Regions from separate parts of the Callithrix jacchus genome. Here region 2 is linked to region 1. The links are chromatin contacts, called in public Hi-C maps. All regions are on one chromosome and are shown on one strand. Each heading gives the region's core, a stretch centred on a gene start, on an enhancer-like site or on the middle of the called end of the contact. The rest is flanking DNA. Distances are from core to core; before and after follow the strand shown. Region 1 holds the start of TNFAIP8 (TNF alpha induced protein 8). Region 2 holds the start of DTWD2 (DTW motif tRNA-uridine aminocarboxypropyltransferase 2).

The links. Hi-C and Micro-C count contacts between places; a contact is called where the count stands out from the background.
Region 2: a Hi-C map of skeletal muscle shows a contact between it and region 1, with 4 times the contacts expected there. The contact joins the promoter of DTWD2 here to the promoter of TNFAIP8 in region 1. A contact is called at or near these places in 2 of 3 Hi-C or Micro-C datasets (both in skeletal muscle).

What each region holds. Positions count from the first base shown.
Region 1 is chr2:90,310,732-90,317,861 of calJac240_pri, forward strand. It overlaps TNFAIP8 (TNF alpha induced protein 8), which reads right to left and starts at 4,510. Exons shown (of 3, transcript XM_078365007.1): 1 at 4,401-4,510.
Region 2 is chr2:90,638,522-90,645,695 of calJac240_pri, forward strand. DTWD2 (DTW motif tRNA-uridine aminocarboxypropyltransferase 2) reads left to right here and starts at 5,212. Exons shown (of 7, transcript XM_008991641.5): 1 at 5,212-5,441. The coding sequence starts at 5,224.

The DNA.
Region 1 (7,130 bases), core at 3,260-5,759:
TCACTTAATAGGTGCCTTCTGCACATTGACACAGGAGAGGAACATCTGGTTTAATCTGCACAACAATCCTTTAATATAAATACTATCCCCAGTTTTTAGTCTGGTGAAGAAACAGCCTCAGAGAGTGAAGAAGATTGTCCAAAGCCACATGGCCAGCAGGGGCTGAGACACGAGCTGCTGATTCCAGCAAAGTCATGGGGACCAACTATTTCTTGACTAAAGTCATCTTTATTCCCAGTGTTGAAGGAAACTACAAGTGGAATTTTGAACTTAATTCCATTCTCTGTTATTAAAGAAACTAACCCAGAGATGTTCACAAGTTAGCCTGGAGTCTCATTCCTGTGACCACCTCCCCGCCACCCTTGTTTTTTGTTTTTAGTGGAAAAGATCTGTATACCTAGCCCCGCGTCACCTTAACAAAAACATCACCATGTTGGTTTTTAATCCCCCTTGTCCTATACGGAAAAGGGCAAGCCTAGGAAAACAATCTTTTTGGCACCCATCCTGCTTTGCAGCTGGTTCTGAACTTCAGCTACCCTGGTTCTGTACCAAAAACACCTGCTTCCAGAGAAACAGCAACTGCTTTCTAAAAGGATGGGCTGGGTATTATTTGATTATTGCTGAGCCTGTGATATTTTCAAACAATTCTCAGGTAATTTACATCTGATGTAAAACAAAATCTTATGGAATCAGGTTTATTTCAGAAATACCACTGGTTATTTGAAGCAGACGTTGGAAGAAATGTGCTTCTTTGAGTTTCTTATTGTTGAGAAAGACAAATATTTTGAATATGATTCTACTGTCCTGACTAAGGAAGTACCTTTACTTTCCTTGGTGAAACACAAGAGAATTCCGAACCCATTTTTGCCACTGGCAACTTACCTTCGGGGACTCCTTACCAGCAGACAACTTTGTGCAAGTTACCTGCCATCTCAGATCCCAGGCTTTCATGTAAACTTGAGAAGGATGTGCTGTACCAGACACATACCAGGAGCTCAGTAAGTGCCTGCTGTGTGAATGAATGGTGCTCACCTCTTCAAGCTGGACAAAGCAGGTGGACACCTCCAAAGTTGAGTAACAGCAACCATATGGTGTAAGGCCGTGGGCCAAGTGGTTTCCAGGATGTCTGTTGGTTCTGCCATTCTAGAATTACCTACCCTCCACTTGTACTTCATTTCCTCCTCTTCAGGCCAAAATGTAGACTAAAAATGAACTGACCTGATTTACATTTTGCAACATGGTTCTCTGATTTTTTTTTTTTAACTTTCTACAAATCATTCCTTTTCAGCTACTGGGCAGCACAACTGAACTAAAAATGCCTAGAAACTGCAGTTGGCTCAGACACCAGGGCCACAATCATCAAAACCAGAGACGAGTATGGGAAGAAAATTCTTTGCTACAGGGAAACATAAAAGTTGGGTGTTACGAGGGCTTTTTCAGTGTTTGTTGAGTTCTTACTGTGTGTATTTGGTATTAAATGCAGGATGTGGGCAGTGTGAGGAGGAGTGAGGTGATAAAAGTTAATCTGGCACCACACAATTCCTTCCCTTAACTTCTGTAACGGAGCCAGAGATCCCTGAGGATGCCAAAGCAGGGGATACTGTTCACTTTGTGATCCAGGTTGGCCCCTGTGCACATCACCATTGCCAAAGTCAATGCCCCTGGCACTGGGATTGTTCTAGCAGCCCCTATGCCCTTCCCCTCTTTGAGGAAGCAAGTGGCCCTTATTTACCATCACTGTTTTTTCCCCTGCCTCCTGGAGGTTATCCCATGTTCACCCCCTTCAACTGCTATCAGGCATAAATGGAGGGGGTGGGGAATGGACCATTCCACATGATATAGAACAAAGCTCGATTCTGAGTATGAATGAAATCCCCAGGAAGGGTGTTACTGCCACATTGGGCTATCTCCTGCAGAAGAGAATTAATTGGATCAATTGGATCAATTAAATATAAGACTTCTGCAGTGCCTGGCACTGTGGTAGACTCAGCTTTAAGAATCACCTCTGTGAAGTTCTCCAAGCCATAAGTCACACAAAAATCCGATCCTCCCCCAACTTGGCATTTCCTAATGAGTGCTGTTTGGATGCAATCATTCCTCTCCACACACCCTTTCCTCCATTTCAACAGAATGAGAATTGCAAAGAACCGGCCTCATAAAATACTCTGTTCCTAGCCCTGGCAGTATGTTCACTCCCATTCTGTTTAGGATCCCAGGACAGCCTGTCCTCACGACAGCTCAACACCTAAACAAAGACTATGTCTAGCAATATAGTCCAAAATAAAAAATTAAGAGGCAACAGCATGAGATTCCTCAACTCACACAAACTTTTCTTGGTGAGTTTAAACACACTGGAACAAAAGGCACAACATCGTAAAAGTCTCCCTTAATGAAAATGTTTAAAAGGCCCATTTGTGCAGGATCCTTATGCTTTTGGTAGAACCTTTCTATAATCATTGATTTATTAATGATTCTTAAATCGTCACATAATCTAGATTAATATAATGATTTATAAAGTCTACATCTATCAATCCAAAGAGTGTAACACAACATATTCAATATCTAAGGAATTCATATTTTACAGAGGAGTAGGTAGTAATCTACTTCCGTAAGCTTTATTTACTCAGATTACAAGTAAAAACTCAAAAGATGGGCTGGGATTGGGGGAGGCAATTAATGTGTATGGAGGGGAAAAGGCATAAAAAATATCTATGAAAAAGCAAATCGTGTTACGAGCTAGAATATTAACAACTATTTTTGGGCCCCTGTAGCCCCAGCTACTCAGGAGGCTGAGGCAGGAGGATCACTTGAGCCCAGGAGTTCAAGACCAGTTTGGGCAACATAGCAAGACCCTGTCTCTATACACAAACAACAATAACTTGCTGACTTAATCTCCTCATGACAGATCTAATTAGAAGGTGGCAATAAATGTGTCCAAGGGTTTAATTAAATGTGATAATTATTTCTTTCCTTAAAGAGAGATGGAGTCACACGTTTACATTGCAAAGTATAATGTTTCCTTAGTTAAAACAGTGTGGAAACACTTCTGTGTAACACAGGATTCAAACCAGGATAAAAATACCTGCTATGATAAGCAGCACTTAAAGTGATTTATCAACTCTTACCTTTCATGTGCCAATGCACAATGGCTTCTTAAAGGTTACCCTTTTTGGTTCTTTCCTTTGGCCACACAATTTTGTTATCCTTACCCTCAACGAATACTTTCTACTCAAAATGTGATTCCCCTATCAGCACCTCTTAAATGGATTATTATCAATGAAGTAGAATATTCTACTTTCATAGAAAGAAAGTAGCAAGAATAAACTGAAATGTAGAACTCAGAGACACTATTAAAATTAGATAGGACCCAGCAACCAGGCAATCAGTTTATAGATGAAGAAACCATTTTACAGAGAGACTCAAGTATAACACTTCTGTTATGATAACAAAGCTTTCAATTAATTTTCTAAGTGTAGAAATACATACGGCATTGAGAGAGTACTGACCTACCCCCCTTAAAAATAATTTATGTAGGGTTGGAATGATCAGTCTTAAGCAATACAAGGATTTTTTGTTTCAACACTGGGCACTTAACTACTGTTTGATTCCTTCTATGATTCCTGTGGAGACACTGCTCCTTCTACATAAAGCTCCTGTGTTTTAGACTATCTGTTGGTTTAGAAATACAGCGTCACTGAAGCAATTAACATATTTAAGGTGCCTAAGCCTGGTGGGTCAGCCTGGTCTTGAACATGCCTATCAGCCGCCTGCAGTCCAAGAGCGCTCATCAGGTGTCTGCCGCAGGTGCTGAGGGGGCTCCAGTGCCACATGTGTAGTCATGCGCGCGAGCGCACACACACACACACACACAAACACACACACTTTCTTCAAAGGAAGTCGCCATTGAGTGATTTCAAAGCAGGGATCTGGTCTCTGCCCATTTTACAATGCAAGGTCGGATTACAATCTCAGGCCAGCAACTCAGTCTGCAATCTGGGGCATCCTGATAACCCGGGCAGCGCTTTCGCCAGCATGTGTGGTTACAGGAGGACGTGACAAATAGCGAGGGAAAGAAAAAGGCGGGGGAAGGAAAAGGGCTCGGAGCAGGAGGTAAAGGTTAAGAGGTCGCCCTGAGTAGGTAAGGGTTCCTAATAGAGGGTCTCGCATCCTCAGTGCAGCACTGGAACTGAGTAAAATTCCCGGGAGTTTCCGAAGCTGTGCGCTCCTGCACACACTCGTACGCACACTCAAATACAGTCGTTCAACCGCACCCTCACACCCACTCACACTCGCTTCAGAAACTCTCTGAGCCGGAGGCGCGCCCCGGGAGCAGCCCGCAGCCCAGCGGCCGGAGAGGCGCGGGGGTGTGCGCGGGACGGGCGCGCCCAGGAGCCACTTACTCGGAGAAGTGGCGCGGCGGCGCCGGGACGCTGAGGCGCGAGCTGGGCGGTCTGGCGGCGCCGAGTTCCCTACTGGCCCGGTGGCTGGCGAGCGCTCGCAGACCTTAGCCAAGCGCGGGCTAGAGCGGGCGGGAGAAAAGGAGCCAGGGGCGAGGGGCGGAGCTTGCAGGAGGGGCCAGAGGTGTGGCTGGCAGCCCGGGGAGGAGCCGGGAAGTCGGGGACCGAGCCGGCAGGGGAGGAGGAGCCGAGAGGTTGGGGCGGGGCGGGGTGGGAGAGGAGGAGCCAGGAGACAGGACAGCAGGGGTCGGAAGTGGCCCGGCGCTGGAGAACGCAGAGAAGGGCGGAGCGGCGGCCTGGGATCCAGACTTGGACCTCGAAGCCCAGACCGCTGGACGCTAGAGAACGGGATCCGCTTGGGACATACGCAAAGAATATCCTATCCCTTGAGCCCCTCAGTTTCGTCCGTTGTAAAAATGAGACACCAACCTTGTAGTGTGTTGAGATGATTAAATGGGGTCATGCATTTGCATCGTGCCTTGTACTTAACAAGAACGCGTGAATGTTCGTGTCTGTTGCCATCATTATTGACTATTATGATAATGACTCATGAGAGCCCCTAAATTCCGCTGCTCTTCGGCCGTTCATCGTCGGCTGGTCTTATAGTCTACCCGACGATAGCTGACGCGCTCCCGATTCTTGGTTTCCATTGGCGGAGAATGCAGGGCTTCCTGCAAGGCGCCCGCTCTCTGCCGCCCTCCCGCGGACTTAGCTGTGACTGACTTTGCTTGTGGAGCCGGAGCCTTGCTCTCAGGGGCCACCAGAGACCGCCAGGATGGAGCAGAATCTGGATCTTCATTCTGTTGAGGAGCCCTGGCCCGGGGTAGCCATTTTCAAGGGCAAGGGACCCTTGTGGGAGTACGACGAATTCATCCACACCATAAACATCCATTAAGCACCTACTACATCGCAGCGGGGTGCAGAGGGCTGGGAATACTAATAATACTAGCAAAACTTAATATGTGCAGGTCACCGTTCTACTCACAACAATCTATGGTATAGATCCTGTCACTGCCCCTGCTTTACACAGGGAAAGGGAGACATCGTGAAGTAAATAGCCTTCCGAAAGAAAGTTACATATTTGGGAAATGGCCGAGTTTGGCTTGGAGAGAGGAAGGTAAACTCTTGATAGGTGAAACAGACAAAAATCACAACACATTTGGGTTTAATGCAAAAGATAGAAACATACACAAGGTACGGAGGTTTTTACAAGAGGACGTTGTCCTGTGATTACAACTGTGGGGAAAGACGTCAGGGAGATCTTCTTGGAGTAGGTGATGTCTCAGCTGAGTTTGGAAGAAAGAATGGGAGCTTCAAAAGCCCCTATAAGTGAGGAAGAATCACAGTAAACTTTTTCAAGCCTGAAGAAGGACGGAGGAGAAGTGGAATCGTGGTCAGAATGAAGCTAAAACAAAAGAGGACCAAACTCAAGGGCTGTTTTCCTATAGAAGCTAAACATTAATTTGACCTTTGATTGGTAGGAAGCCAGAAGGGTTTTAAGCACAGAAGATAGGTCAGGTGTGTTTCCAGAAAGTTTAATTTGGAAACATAAAAGATCCCAGAACCAAGAAATTTGCTTAAAAAATATTGAAATATGTCAGGGTGAGATACTTTAGTAGGCAGAATTACTAGAGTTACAGAAAGAGGTCTTCTTAATCCCTGGAAGCTGTGAATATGTTGTCTTACATGGCAAAAGAAATTTTGCAGGTGTTACCTTCTCATTCCGTCATGAAAAAAAAAATAAAGAAAGAAATTTTGCAGATGTGATTAAGGTTGATGCCATTGCCCGGCATGGTGGCTGCAATCCCAGCACTTTGGGAGGCTGAGGTGCGTGAATCCCGAGGTCAGGAGTTCAAGACCAAAAAATGGTGAATCCCCATCTCTACTAAAAATACAAAAATTAGCTGGGCGTGGTGGCAGATGCCTGTAATCCCAGCTACTTGGGAGCCTAAGGCAGAGAATTGCTTGAACCTGGGAGGTGGGGGTTGCAGTGAGCTGAGATGGTGCCACTGCACTCCATCCTGGTCAACAGAGCAAGACTCTGTCCCCCCTACCAAATAAAGGTTGATGCTGTTGTGGAGATAGGGGATTATCCTGGTTTATTTCAGTGAGGCAAATCTAATCACCTGAATCCCCTAAAATGGAAGAAGAGTGGGTCAAAGAGAATCAAAGTGTGAAAGGAACTCAATCTGAACCATGAACCAAGGACTGCGGATAGCCTACAGGAGCTGGGAAAGGACCTTAGTTGACAGCCAACAAAAAAATTGACTTTCTGTATCTGGTCTAAACTTGCATTTCTTCCACAGTCCTACAGTAGCAGAAACTGAATTCTGCCAATAACCCAAATAAGCAAGGAAATGGATCCTCTCTTAGAGTCTTCAGAAAGTAATTGAGCTCTGCTGACACCTTTTATACTGCTGACACTGATACTGATTTATGGGCTACAGAACTGTAAAGTAATACATTTGTGTTATTTTAAACCCCTAAATTTGTGATCATTTGCTATGGCAATAGTAAAAAACTAATACAGATGCTGAGGGCCTAAACTATGTAGATGGAAAGGAGAATATGCATTCAAGACTTATAAAAGCCTGGAGATTGAGGGGATGGGGCGAGTGAAGGAAGGTGAGTCATGCAGGTGGATTTAAAGGGCTTCAGGATTGGCAGGGTTAA
Region 2 (7,174 bases), core at 3,962-6,461, 330 kb after region 1:
AATCACAACCATTCCTATACATTAATAACAGACAAACAGGGAGCCAAACCATGAGTGAACTCCCATTCACAATCACTACAAAGAGAATTAAATACCTAGGAATACAACTTACAAGGGATGTGAAGGACTTCTTCAAGGAGAACTACAAACCACTGCTCAAGGAAATAAGAGAGGACACAAAAAATGGAAAAACATTCCATGCTCATGGTTAGGAAGAATCAATAATGTGAAAATGGCCATACTGCTCAAAATAATCTATAGATTCAATGCTATCCCCATCAAGCTACCATTGACTTTCTTCACAGAATTGGAAAAAAACACCTTAAATTTCATATGGAACCAAAAAAGAACCTACATAGCCAAGACAATCCTAAGCAAAAAGAACAAAGCTGGATGCATTACACTACCTGACTTTAAACTACACTATAAGGCTACTGTAACCGAAACAGGATGGTACTGGTACCAAAACAGAGATATAGACCAATGGAACAGAACAGAGGCCTCAGAAATAATGCCACACACCTACAACCATCTGTTCTTCAACAAACATGACAAAAACAAACAATGGGAAAAGGATTCCCTACTTAATAAACAGTATTGGGAAAACTGTCTAGACATATGCAGAAAGCTGAAACCTTCCTTACACTTTATTCTATCATAAGGACATATGCACATGTATGTTTATTGTAGCACTTGATAAGAGCAAAGACTTGGAACCAGCCCAAATGGCCATCTATGATAGGCTGGATAAAGAAAATGTGGCATATATACACCATGGAATACTACACAGCCATAAAAAAGGATGAGACATGTCCCTTTGCAGGGACATGGATGAAGCTGGAAACCATCATTCTCAGCAAACTAAGCAAGAAGAGAAAACAAAACACCACATGTTCTCACTCATAAGTGGCAGTTGAACAGTGAGAACACATGGACACAGGGAGGGGAACATCACACACTGGGGCCTGGCAGGGGGTCGGGGACTAGGGGAAGGATAGCATTAAGAGAAATACCTAATGTAGATGACAGGGTGATGAATGCAGTCAACCACCATGGTACGTGTATATCTATGTAACAAACCTGCATGTTCTGCACATGTAGCCCAGAACTTAAAGTACAATTAAAAAAAAGAAGTACCCCCCAAAAATACATAAAAAATAAAAGAAAAAGAAATAATATAGTGGGTCTTCATATGTGGAAAAAAAAAGAAATAATAAATATCCAATTTAATAAACCTAAACTTTTAAGAAAATATAAAAGCAACACTGCAGAGCCAAAAAAAACAGAAAAATCAGAGTAGATCCCTGAGGAAAATCAGGCAGAAAAACAAAGACATTTTTATAGCTAGCTAGTGTCAGAAAACTTAAACAAAAAGAGAAGCATTATACTAATGGTATAACTAATGAAGAGAGTGCAGAAGATATTGGTGACAATTTGGGTGAAAGGGTGAAAGGCATGAAGCTGTAAAGGAAGGCCATGGCCTGAGGAAACCTATCTCAATCTGGAGGATGAGAAAAAGAAGAGCACCACTCTATCATCAATGAAGTAATTTAAGAATAACTTAAATAAAAATAATCATGATAGTTGTACTTGAGGATCTTGCATTAAATATTAGCATCACTGAACTCACTATTAATTCACATTAGAAAATTAGAAATATGGCTGGGCATAGTGGCTCATACCTGTAATCCCAGAACTTTGGGAGGCTGAGGCAGGTAGATCACCTGAGGTCAGGAGTTCGAGACCAGCTTGGCCAACATGGTGAAACCCTGTCTCTACTAAAAATAACAAAAATCAGCCAGGTGTGGTGGCACATGCCTGTAATCCCAACTATTTGGGAAGCTGAGGCAGGAGCGTGGCTTGAACCTGGGAGGTGGAGATTGCAGAGAGCTGAGATCATGTCACTGCATCAACAAAGCAAAATTCCATCTAAAAAAAATATTAGAAATACATTATTAAGGAAAGGTCAGCCCAGTAAACCAAAGACTAGAATTAATAGAAACTATCTTCCACTTATATAACTTGGTATTAAACAGACCATTATTAGATTTTGATGTCTAGTTAATATTCCATATTCTTTTTCTAAAAATAGTATTTACATGGTCAATGTGTAGAAAATTTGTAAGATACAAGAAAAACACAAGCAGACCGTTAATCTCAGCATCTTGATAGAAATATTGATTTTTGGGTATATATATTTCCATTTTTTTAATAGGTAGTTTTTATGAATTTGCAAGTGGGAATTTAGGTGAGCAAATTTATGGTAGGCAGAATTTTGGCACCTGTGATCTTTATCCTCTGGTATAAAGGGTTGTGAATATGTTACTTCACACAGCAAAAGGGAATTAGGTTTGCTAACCATTTGATTTTTAAATAGGGAGATTCTCCTGGATTATCTGGGTAGAAATGGAAGTGAAACAGGAAGTCAGAGAGTTGGTTAGAAAAATGTGATGGAAATCCAGGAGACAGGAGAGATTCAGAAAATGAGAAGGACTCAACCCCTGCCTGCTGGCTTCACAGATGGAGGACAGGGGCCATGAGCCAGAGAACATGGGTTACCTCTAGAAGCTGAGACTAGCCTCTAGCTGACTGTCAGCAAGAAAATAACCACCACAAGGAACTGAATTCTACCAACACCTAAATAAGCAAGAAAATAGATATCCTATAGAGCCTCAAAGGAATCCAGCCTGCCAACATCTAGATTTTAGTCCTGTGGGATCTATGTCAGATTTCTGACATACAGAGCTGTAAGATAAATATTGTATGTTTATAGGAGGGGGTGGAGGGTGGAGGAAAAAAAGTATGTGTTAAAAAGCCACTAAATTGACTACTCCGCCTATGGAGTAGCCATTCTTTATTCCTTTACTTTCCTAATAAATTTGCTTTCACTTTATGAATTTGCCTTGAATTCTTTCTTGTGTGAGGTCCAAGAACCCTCTCTTGCGTTCTGGATCAGGACCCCCTTCCAGTAACGTCTTCCTAGTGAATCCCAGAGAGGATACTGAGCAACCCCAGACTTAAAGGAAACAGATTGCAGCACTGATTGGCTGACTTTGCATAAGTGGTGGAGTAGCTGGATAAAGGATAGGATTGGGTAAGAGGCCCAAATTAGGGGAGTTACAGTCTCTCCTAAAACAGAGTAGTTTAAAAGCCCCTCTTAATAAAAGGCAAGGATGCTTGACTAAAACCTGGGTTCAAGGTTCAACTTAGGAAGGTTAGAGTCCTTATTAAGATTTAGGGGGTTAGAAGCCATCCTCTAAGTAATGTCCCTTTTGGTTAAAAATAGATTCGGTATTATGGGAAGTTAACCATCATTCTCTACGGATTAATCTGCCTTGCATTCTTTGCTGATGGCTATGGGTGACAGGACTAGGCACGTACAGGACCACGGAGCATGCATGGGGAGGTTTTCCTTCCCCAAAGGGGGAAACTAAGGCTGAAACTAAGTTCTAACCCAGGAGGTTAGAACAAAACTAGCTGGAGTTTTTAAAGAAAAGAGAACGAATCAGCAGAGCGGGGCATTACAAAAGCTATTTCTCAGGAAGTCTCATTTGTTTACAGAAATAACGTTGGTTAATGATTGGCTATATATTTTGTTGAACTATATATAGGGTTGAACTGTGGCATTTTATGGCTACTTGGTGTCATTCTAGAGCCTGCATAGCAAGTAGCTTCAAGAGGTAACTATTTAGCTCAAGGGAGAGTGAGACATGACTGCATGCATTCCTTAAAGTTTTTTTTTCCTTGTCATCTGCCTTCTCACACCACACAATTGGGAGTTTCAAGGGACCTTACATGACTTGAGCACATTTCACCTCTTGAAATTAAAGATGAGCAGTTTCCCTTTGTTTAAAGATAAGTCACATGAGAATTTAATTTTGTCAGTTAGAGAATTGGTCCTCCAACTTAAATCTGCAGCTAAGAGCAATATTCTGATTCATCTCCTTTCCTATAGTTTCTGGGTTTTGTTTATCCTCCAATTCCAAATGGCATAATTGCTAGTTCTTTCTCCCACTCAACATCCATCACCAGGTGGGTGTTTCACCCTTTTTCTATCCCTCACATAGGGCCCTCCAATGGAAAAGAGGGGTGCTGTTTTTTGGGGGAAAGAATGCAGGATAGTTGAATACAACAGCCCAATATTTTATTCACAAATTGATTTTAAGATGACTGAAAAATTTAATAGTGAAATAAACACTTTAATACAGTTTGCTCTATAACTATGTTGTCTACTTTGCTTCACATTTAATATATTACAACTATAGAGTTAAAACAATTGTGATTCCTTAATTCACATGATTAATGAAAACCAAGCTTAATTCTCGGTTTAAATGTTGTGTATTGCTGAAAGTAACACAAAGCATTAATAGATGAAAGGAATTCAACACCCATTTTGGGTATATAGTATTTCTGCCTTCAAGCTAACGTAGATTTCATTTGAGTTTTTAAAAAACAGCAACTGTGCTATACTACCATATCCAGTAGTTGTAAACACCTGGGCAACGTAGTTACCTTTCTAGGGCTTGTTTCCTTATACATAAAACCTATTGGTACCCCAGGCCAGCTCTCCTACATCTTCCTGGTCCGGGGGCCATGGACAATCTAAAAACCTCGTTTAACAAATATTTGGTGTTCAGTGTAAAACAGTGTGCTTGATGCCGAGAATACCATATTAGCACAAGACAGAACAGCAAGAAATTCACATAATGAAACGGACCAGCTGTGAGTAGTTTCCAGTGGATATAACCTTTGCTTTGTTGGCCTTTAAATAATAAGTAAATCAACTGCTGCAACTGCGATACGTGCACTCGTGGGAACACTGCAAATTCTTAAACTGCCATCCCAAGGCGGACAATACAGAATTTCATTTTATTTTCACTTTTCCAGGGGTTAAATTCGGGCCTGGTACTGCGGTGCTCTCAGGGAGGCTTCCCTCACCTCTCCCACTGACGCTACTTAATCTCACCTGCACTCTAGAACTACCCACACTTTCCTTCCGGGTTCTGGGTGAACTATCCCACTGGGCTTGGGCCAATGCGCTAGTTCCTTCTCAGCTGCAGGGTGGGACCTTGAGCCAGTCTTCAGAGACCCGCCCCCCCCTCCCCGCCCTCCGTACGTGGCGTGCGTGCAGGGCGTTGTGCGGCGCGGGCCGGTTTCTGCGGCGCTTGGCGCCCCCCGGCGGCAACGGGGCTTCAATGCCACGGCCTGACTGGAGCGTCAGCCATGGAGTCGCAGAAAGAGGCGCGAACACTCCAGGAGCCAGTCCAGCGGCCGCCTTGGGCCTCAAGGTCTCAGACACCGAAGGACAAGGAGCGGCGGGAGCGCAGCGCAGTGCCGGAGGCGGCTGCCCTGGGCGCAGAGGCGGACGACACCAGTGCGGACGGGCTATGGGAGCTGCCGGTGGAGCCGGCCGATCGGAGGCCCGAGTGCAGCCGCTGCAGGTGACCGCGGGGCCGGGGGCGGGGACTGCAGCCGGCGGTGGCCTTCGGAGGAGGCTGCGGCGCCCCCTGCAGGGGAGGCGGCGGTTTGGGCTGCTCTGCGCTTAGGTCGGCGGGGTTGGCGGTCGCACCTTGGAAATCCCGGAAATGCCTGGCACAGCTACTTAGAAGCCCTTTATCCAGGTTCATGATTATTTAACCTTACTTCCTGCAACATATTGAGCGTATCATGGGGTGAGCAGACATCAGTTCTGTTTCCAAGAAACTTAAGTGTCCAATAGGGAAAGTAAGGAGTGATGACAATAATACTTGTAGTTACGCAGTCAAACTTAAGTGGCATAGTCATATCACAGTTAAAAAACATAAGGTGGATTGGAGGAGAGAGGCAGTCTCCTTTGCCTGTCCTGCCAAAACTCTAAATATAGGGCCTTTTCAGGTCTTCATTATGGGTTCTCTTCTAAACCTACGCACGTCGACTGGTAATTTTAAAAATCAGTTTTCATGGTAAATTATCACCTATATCCTAGTGTATCTAGTTCAGACCTTTCTTCTGAGCACCAGAACTGTGTATTAATTAATTTATCAGGTGTTTATTGAGTGCTTTGATAATCACTGACAATTGTAGAGTATTCTCTACGCTACACTGTCTTTGTAGAGTATTCTCTTACTGGATACAGATAATAAACCTGCAAACAAACAAATATGTAATTACAAACTGGGAAAAAGCAATGAGGGAAAGGAATGGGATGCTATTGTAGAAAATAGCTAGATGGTGTCAGAAACTATCTCTGAGACCTGAAAGATGAGAATAATCTAGCTGGGGAAACAGCACTCCAAGAAGGGGAACAGAAAGACTGAATATGGTTGAAGATCTTACTGCTTGAGTACTTGGAGTATCTTACTTTGGACATTTTGACCTTTTCCTAGGGCTAGATTGTAAGGCTTCAGAGAAAGGGATCTTGAATATATAATGTTTTTATATTTTCTAAGTGTACTATGTATAGTTGATGCTCAGTAAACCTTTGAGGAGGATGGAAAATTTGTGATTTAGGGACTGTGATTTTGAACATAAGGGTTTGTGAATACAATTAATTTAAAGAGTTAGGGGAAACATTTAAAAATGTTTGGACAGATCTCAATAAGATACTGAAAGAAAAGTGTTTCAAATATAAATCAAAGGCTAAATTAGTGTGCTAGCTTTATTATGTAGTTTTTAGTCTGTTCAGAACTGTTAATTATAAACATGTAGTTAAAAAATCTGTTTAGTAGAGATTTATGATGCTTTTTTAAAAATAAAAATGACAGCAGGACAATATTCAACTCCAGGTAATACAGAGAACACCACAAAGATATTCCTCAAGAAGAGCAACCCCAAGGCACATAATTGTCAGATTCACCAGGGTTGAAATGAAGGAGAAAATGCTAAGGGCAGCCAGAGAGAAAGGTCGGGTCACCCACAAAGGGAAGCCTATCAGACTCACAGCAGATCTCTCAGCAGAAACCCTACAAGCCAGAAGAGAGTGGTGACCAATATTTAACATTCTTAAAGAAAAGAACTTTCAACCCAGAATTTCATATCCAGCCAAACTACGCTTCACAAGCGAAGGAAAAATAAAATCTTTTGTGAACAAGCAAGTACTTAGAGCTTTCATCACCACCAGGCCTGCTTTACAAGAGCTTCTGAAAGAAGCACTACACATAGATAGGAACAACCAGTATCAGCCTTTCCAAAAATA